2 separate regions of the Mus musculus genome follow, and region 2 is linked to region 1. The links are chromatin contacts, called in public Hi-C maps. All regions are on one chromosome and are shown on one strand. Each heading gives the region's core, a stretch centred on a gene start, on an enhancer-like site or on the middle of the called end of the contact. The rest is flanking DNA. Distances are from core to core; before and after follow the strand shown.

The links. A called contact is a pair of places that touch in the nucleus more often than the background predicts.
Region 2: a Hi-C map of the N1E-115 cell line shows a contact between it and region 1, with 3 times the contacts expected there. The contact joins two enhancer-like sites. A contact is called at or near these places in 11 of 484 Hi-C or Micro-C datasets (the BV-2 cell line, the HL-1 cell line, LSK cells and 8 more) and 2 of 9 other capture datasets (adipose tissue and pancreatic islet).

Annotation. Positions count from the first base shown.
Region 1 is chr11:119,787,978-119,791,028 of GRCm38.p6, forward strand. All of the region lies in intron 7 of Rptor (regulatory associated protein of MTOR, complex 1), which reads left to right. Among named protein-coding and RNA genes, the nearest start is that of Rptoros, 45 kb to the right of the region's middle. Within about 2 kb of position 1,449, at least 49 of the 459 cell types and tissues checked have an H3K27ac peak or open chromatin away from gene starts, as enhancers often do. A contact at or near this core is called in the N1E-115 cell line, where this site is marked.
Region 2 is chr11:119,881,565-119,884,571 of GRCm38.p6, forward strand. The region is part of intron 24 of Rptor (regulatory associated protein of MTOR, complex 1); the gene reads left to right. Among named protein-coding and RNA genes, the nearest start is that of Chmp6, 31 kb to the right of the region's middle. Within about 2 kb of position 1,692, at least 13 of the 459 cell types and tissues checked have an H3K27ac peak or open chromatin away from gene starts, as enhancers often do. A contact at or near this core is called in the N1E-115 cell line, where this site is marked.

The DNA of each region.
Region 1 (3,051 bases), core at 199-2,698:
TGGATGTGTGCTGCTTACTGGCTTGCTTCCCCTGGCTTGCTCGGCCTGCTCTCTTATTGAACCCAGGGCTACCAGTCCAGGGATGGCACCATCCACAAGGGGCCGTTCCCCCTTAATCACTAATTGAGAAAATGCCTTACAGCTGGATCTCATGGAGGCATTTCCTCAAGGGAGGCTCCTTTCTCTGTGATAACTCCAGCTTGTGTCAACTTGATACACAAAACCAGCCAGTACATTGCCTTATTACTGTGCTCCAAACATTGTTCCTCAGGATCCCAGGGTGGCTGCACTGTAGCCTTAGCAGTTACCTGCAGATTCCACAAGGCCCATAAGAGTGTTCCACCAACTTTAGTGGCCTTAAAGCTAAGGCATGTTTTCAGCTAAGCTGCCGTGTCTGGAAGGAAGGAAGAGTGAACCTGTTTGAGCCCCCTCCACTGCTTCTAATTATCTGTGTTCACCTATTGCCTGATGAATAAGCCTGATGGTGCTGCAGCGCATATTTATATTCCGAATCCTTTGAGAGAATGGCAATAAGATCCATGCTTGCAAATTAAGGGACATTTTTCAGCCCTGAAACAAAGTAATGAAACGCTTAAACAGTGCTAGAAATATTAGGGTTCTCAGAAAGCTCCAGGGATCCCACGGATGCTGAACCTGATCCGGGAGGCTGTTAGTTAGTATTCTGATCACTAGAGGCACAGAGTGTACAAAAATTATTCATGATTAACATCGATTGTGTAAACACATCCTAAAGAGCAGCGGCTGTGTCTGGAGCAGCCAGCTGCCGTTGTGCCCCTCCTGCTGCTTCAAAGGCTTCAGGGCCACTTACCCTTCAGGTGCCCACTGCCTCGAGCTGGGCAGCCTCCAGGTGTCCACTGCCCCAAGCTGGGCAGCCTCCAGGTGCCCACTGCCCCGAGGTGGGCTTGGTTCTGGGTTTGAAACTGCTTGGTTTTTTTAATAGCCTTTCAAGATAACATTTGCAGATGTGTCCAAATAAGGGCTTTCTGTATATCTCCTTTCTAAAGGGACCTGTGAAGGTAAGTATTGTCATCTACCTTTGAAGAGCTAGGGAAATGAAAATGCAGGGTGGGTGAGTCATCTGAGTGGGTCACTAGAACAGGCAGCACACTGCAGTGAGATCTCATCTGAGTCATGCTGTGCCTTTCCCTCGGATACCCTCACTCAGGAAGGTATTAGGCCTTCTCTGTCACAGGCATAGGGACCATGGTTGTAAATCACTTTGCTGTCCAGATAGAGAAACAATGTAGACTAGTTTTTATATTAATCATTAAAAAATAAAGGCTTGGTTTTTAAAGTATGCTTCTTTCCAGTTCAACTGTAATAGCTGTTTGTGGTTTAAAAAAAAAAAGTATGCACAGATCAGCAATCCCTCCCTCCAAGAAATCAACAGTTGATCAACATGCTCAGGCCATCATCTTACTCTGGTGATGACTCACTGATAGCAGTGTAGGGTGGACTAAATGGAACAGATGCCCAGGGCCTGAGCAGTGCAGAAGAAGCCAGGAGCTAGAGGGAGTGTTGGGACACAAAAATACGGAAGGCCGGATCTCTGCTTGCCACCTAGAGGCTTTCCCCACCCAGTTTCCTGTGTCTTCACCTCACCTCCAAGTGGGTCATTCCTGCCCAGGCAACCTTACACAAGTCCTGTAAAGGCAGAGGACAGGTGAAAGGTGCCAGTCTCCCCAGTGCTTGACACACCACTCCTGCAAGGAGTGCCATCCATGTTTTGTTCTCATGCACACTGCAGAGACTCGGCACTGAGTGATGTCACAGCTGAGGACTGGAAAAAGGATGGGGGGTGGGGGTGGGGGGACCTGCACACAGCAGGAATTGCTTCCATTTCCTTCACAGTGGCATCAAAACAAAGGTCTGCAGGCCCCAGCATGGTGCATATCAGCCTCTCTCAATGGCACAGGCTTCATTTCTACCCAGCTCAGGGGTTTGGTCCTAAGGAACCAAGTGTGTTGTGAGAGGCAGAATGCAGTGCCTCCTCAACGAATACAGCTGCCTGGCAGAGCACAGTAGGACACAGTGAAGCAGAGTGTGTGCCTCACCCAGAACCCTTGGCCAGCCTTCCTGGTGACAGCTTCTATTTAATAAGAGTTAGCTCCGGAGCATAGCTGTTTCCTGTCACTGCAGTCACCTTGCTGGGAAAACTAGTCCCTTCTCAACTCTTGCCTGGACCTGTTACATACACTATATATACACTATATATACACTACACATCACTATTGTCTGTATGTGGTGCTGTTACCCTCCAGAGCTAGCATTCATTAACATTAACCACACACTCATACCTTCTGATGACCCTCGTTCTTTCCTGAACCTCAGAGCTCCCATCTGAGCTCTTTTTTTTTTTTTTTAGCCTTTCCTGCGGATCTGGGGTGAAAACAGGTCTCCTGTTTGAAATGCCATGGTTGCCCTGTTTTTGTTTTCATGGTGTTAGAGCAGCATTATCAGGAGACAGTAAACCTCAAGTTAACTGATTTGATAAGGTTCAGCGGGTATATGGTCTCCTGGAACCACCGCTCCCCACCCCCACAGGGCAGGGCTGCAGTGTTCTTACTTCACCCACCCCACTAACCCTCCAGACCCCCAAGCCCAGGCCATTTTGGATCTGCCTTTCCATATACTAGAGTTGCTTTTTCAGAATTTCATGGACGTAGAGCTCTTGTGTGTGCGGGTTTGATCAACGTAGCCTTTCAGCTTCACCCAGGCTTGGCTTGGCGCATTGATGCTTTGTTCTTTTACTGCAAGTCACATCCTATTCTTTGTTGATTTGCTTCACCTGCTGTGAAGCACTGCTTGTTTCACTACAGCCAGTCACATGGAGAAATGGGGTTTGTTTCACCTGGGTATACCTGGGGGGTGGGGGGCTGGCTGGGCGTGTGGTAGGTGTGCATTTAATTCCTACCTGTTCTTTATCATGGTGGACTATCCTTGCAGGCGTGTGAATGTGCTACGGCCCTCAGTCTGTGTTCACTTTCAGTGTCCTGCAATTTTAGGGTCAGCAGTTCCAGAGGACATTTG
Region 2 (3,007 bases), core at 442-2,941, 94 kb after region 1:
GGCACACACCTTTAATCCCAGCACTCGGGAGGCAGAGGCAGGCAGATTTCTTTGTTCAAGGCCAGCCTGGTCTACAAAGTGAGTTCCAGGACAGTCAGGGCTACACAGAGAAACCCTGTCTCGAAAAAAACAAAAAACAAAAAACAAAAAACCAGCCAGCACACCCTTGTTCTGAGTAAAGGCTACCAAACCAGATGACCTGAGTTCAGTCCTATGTGGTGAGAAGAGAGAACCAACTCTTTCAAGGTGTCCTCTGACTTCCACATGTGCACCATGGCACATGTACCCACATATATATATATATATATATATATATATATATATATACACACACACACACACATACATACACTCATACACTAAAATAAATGTTTAAAAAAAATGGGGGTGGGGTAGGGAGTGGAGGCTGGAGAGATGACTCAGCAGTTAAGAGCACTGACTGTTCTTCCAAAGATCCTGAGTTCAATTCCCAGCAACTACATGTTGGCTTACAACCATCTGTAATGGGATCTGATGCCCTCTTCTGGTGTGTTTGAGGACAGCTATAGTGTACTTATATACATAAAATAAATCTTGGAGGAGGAAGAGGAGTTGCTTTTCATTAAGAAAATGAAGTTAATCAGGTGTGCTGGTGCACTCCCTTGATCCCAGCACCATGAGAGCAGAGGCAGTCAGATCTCCATGAGTTTCATGCCAGCCTGAACTACAGAGCGAGTTCCAGGCCAGCCAGAGTTACATGGTGAGACCCTGTCTAACGAAATGAAAATATGCAGACCTGGTGGTACATGACTATAATCTGAGGTAGGAAGAATGCAGGGTTCAGGGCAGCCTGGACTACACAGTGAGACCTTGTCTTAAATAAACAGAGGACTTGCACACATGCTTCGTAAGAAAAATGTAGCTGGCAGGTGAGTGCACAGACGTTCAGCAGCATCCGTCAGGTCCGTGAGAGGTCACCACCCCTGCTTCAAATGATGGATCTGAAACTTGTCAGTCGCCAGTGCTGGCGAAGAAGAGGAGCCTCTGAACAGCCAAGCTGTGCTCTGTAAGGGTAGAGGAGATACAACATCTACTCGGAGAGCCTGCACATGGAAGTCTGCTTTCACAGAGCGAGAAAGGCCATCATCACAGTGTGCTGAGTGGAAGGTTCTTTATAGCTCCTCAGAACAGGCAAAAGCCCGGGGTCAGAAAGCAGGCTGGTGCTTGCCAGACTTGACACGGAGAGGGGACGACACCCAGACTGCTCAATCCAAATTGCTAACAGTTATGACTAAACATCTGCCTAATCCCAAAACCATCCCTAAAGAGGGTGAACTGGCTGTATGTCAGTCAAATCAACGTGACTGTAGACAGAGACCACTTTCTCCGTTAGTGCTCAAGTCATATCTAATGATCATGGAAAGGGCACAGATGTACACACTGTAGGCTTGAACTCTCAGACCATTGCCCACCCGGCTGCCACCTGGAGAAAGGATGGGGGTAATGACAGACTGTGAGAAGAGCAGATCACCTGTCCTTTAGCCGGAATGGCCAGTGTTGGCCCCTCCCTTGAGGTCCTCCCCAATTTTTTCTTTTCCCAAGCCTTTTTTCAATCTTGATAGTCACATTCCTTGCCTTCCCTAGGCACCAAAAGTAAGACATAGCCCCAAGGTCTAGACTCCACACAAGACCTGCATATACTGTCTTACTTTCCTTTGTTCCAGAGCCTCAAGGTCTTTGTCACCAGAAAAGGGCTGGGCCTCAGTTTTCAGCTCCCTCTCAGCTGCCTGTGCCTCCACTGGAGGCTTCAGCTGTAATTGGTCTTTCTAAAAAGCAAGAGGTACAGGATTGTCCTGTGATATCCTAATCGTGTGACGTGGTAAAACAGCCCACATCTCTCTAGGAGCTCAGAAGCCAGGCCTGGATGCTTACTTACTAAAAGGCACTATTTCTCAGACCAGATAGAAATGGGAAAGAGAAAATGGGGCTGGGGGGTCTGAGCTGTTGTACAGACTCATCTAGCCCCTCCATCCCGAGAGCTGGTCACCCCCAGTGATGCCATGCCTGCGCCTTCTCACAGTGCACCAATAGTGCACTATCCCTGCCTCCCTTAGTGGGTCTTCCTCTGTACTTTCTGCTGCCTGTTCATCTGTGTGCCTGGTTCCAGTGCTGTCTATCACAAGTATAGCAGCTCTGCAAGAGAATACTCACCTCTACATGCTGGGTAAAGACACAGCCGCACCCTCACCCCTCACTCTGTGAGACAGAGTCCAGTGACAGCTCAAGTGCCAGACTGTCTGACACTCTCCAGGTTTCTATATGCCTGTGCCTCCCCCACTGTCTCTTCAGGCCTTGATTGTCTCTGTTTTGTTGTCTTTGGAGCCTGGGCTGGAGTCTCCCACATGTGCAGCAGTGGCTCAGTGCAGAGCTTCAGAGAGCAGCACCAGGGTCGTCTGCCTGCTGTAAGCACCTTTTAGACCTCTGCTTCTGATGTGCTCCAGAAAAGCTGGGTCTCACAAAAGCATCTCTCTTTCTCTCTCTCTCTCTCTCTCTCTCTCTCTCTCTCTCTCTCTCTCTCTCTCTCTCTCTCTCTCTCTCTCTCTCTCTCTCTCTCTCTCTCTCTCTCTCTCTCCACGCTCGGGTCTGTCAGAAGCTGCTTCTCGCTGTTGCTCACCTCACTGGTCATTGTCATTCCTTTTCAATAAGCTCTGCGTTATCATGAGATAAAACTTGTGCTTCTGAGCCCACATTTGCTGCTGTGGGACGTTTTCTAAACTGATAGCCACCCACAGGGAAGCAGGGCCATCTCCCCCATGTCCAAACTGGACATGCTCCTCTGGCCCCTAGTTTTGTGGTTTGGGTGTGGTTCTGTGCCATTTTTGACACAAAAAAGAAGGGTGCCTGGCAATAAAACCCTGAGAAAGAAATACAGTCCCGTCTGGGGTCCTCGGACTGGTGCTGTGTCCCTTAGGAAGCCTCTGTAAAACACTGAAGGAAATACACCAATACACCTATGTTCACGAGCAAG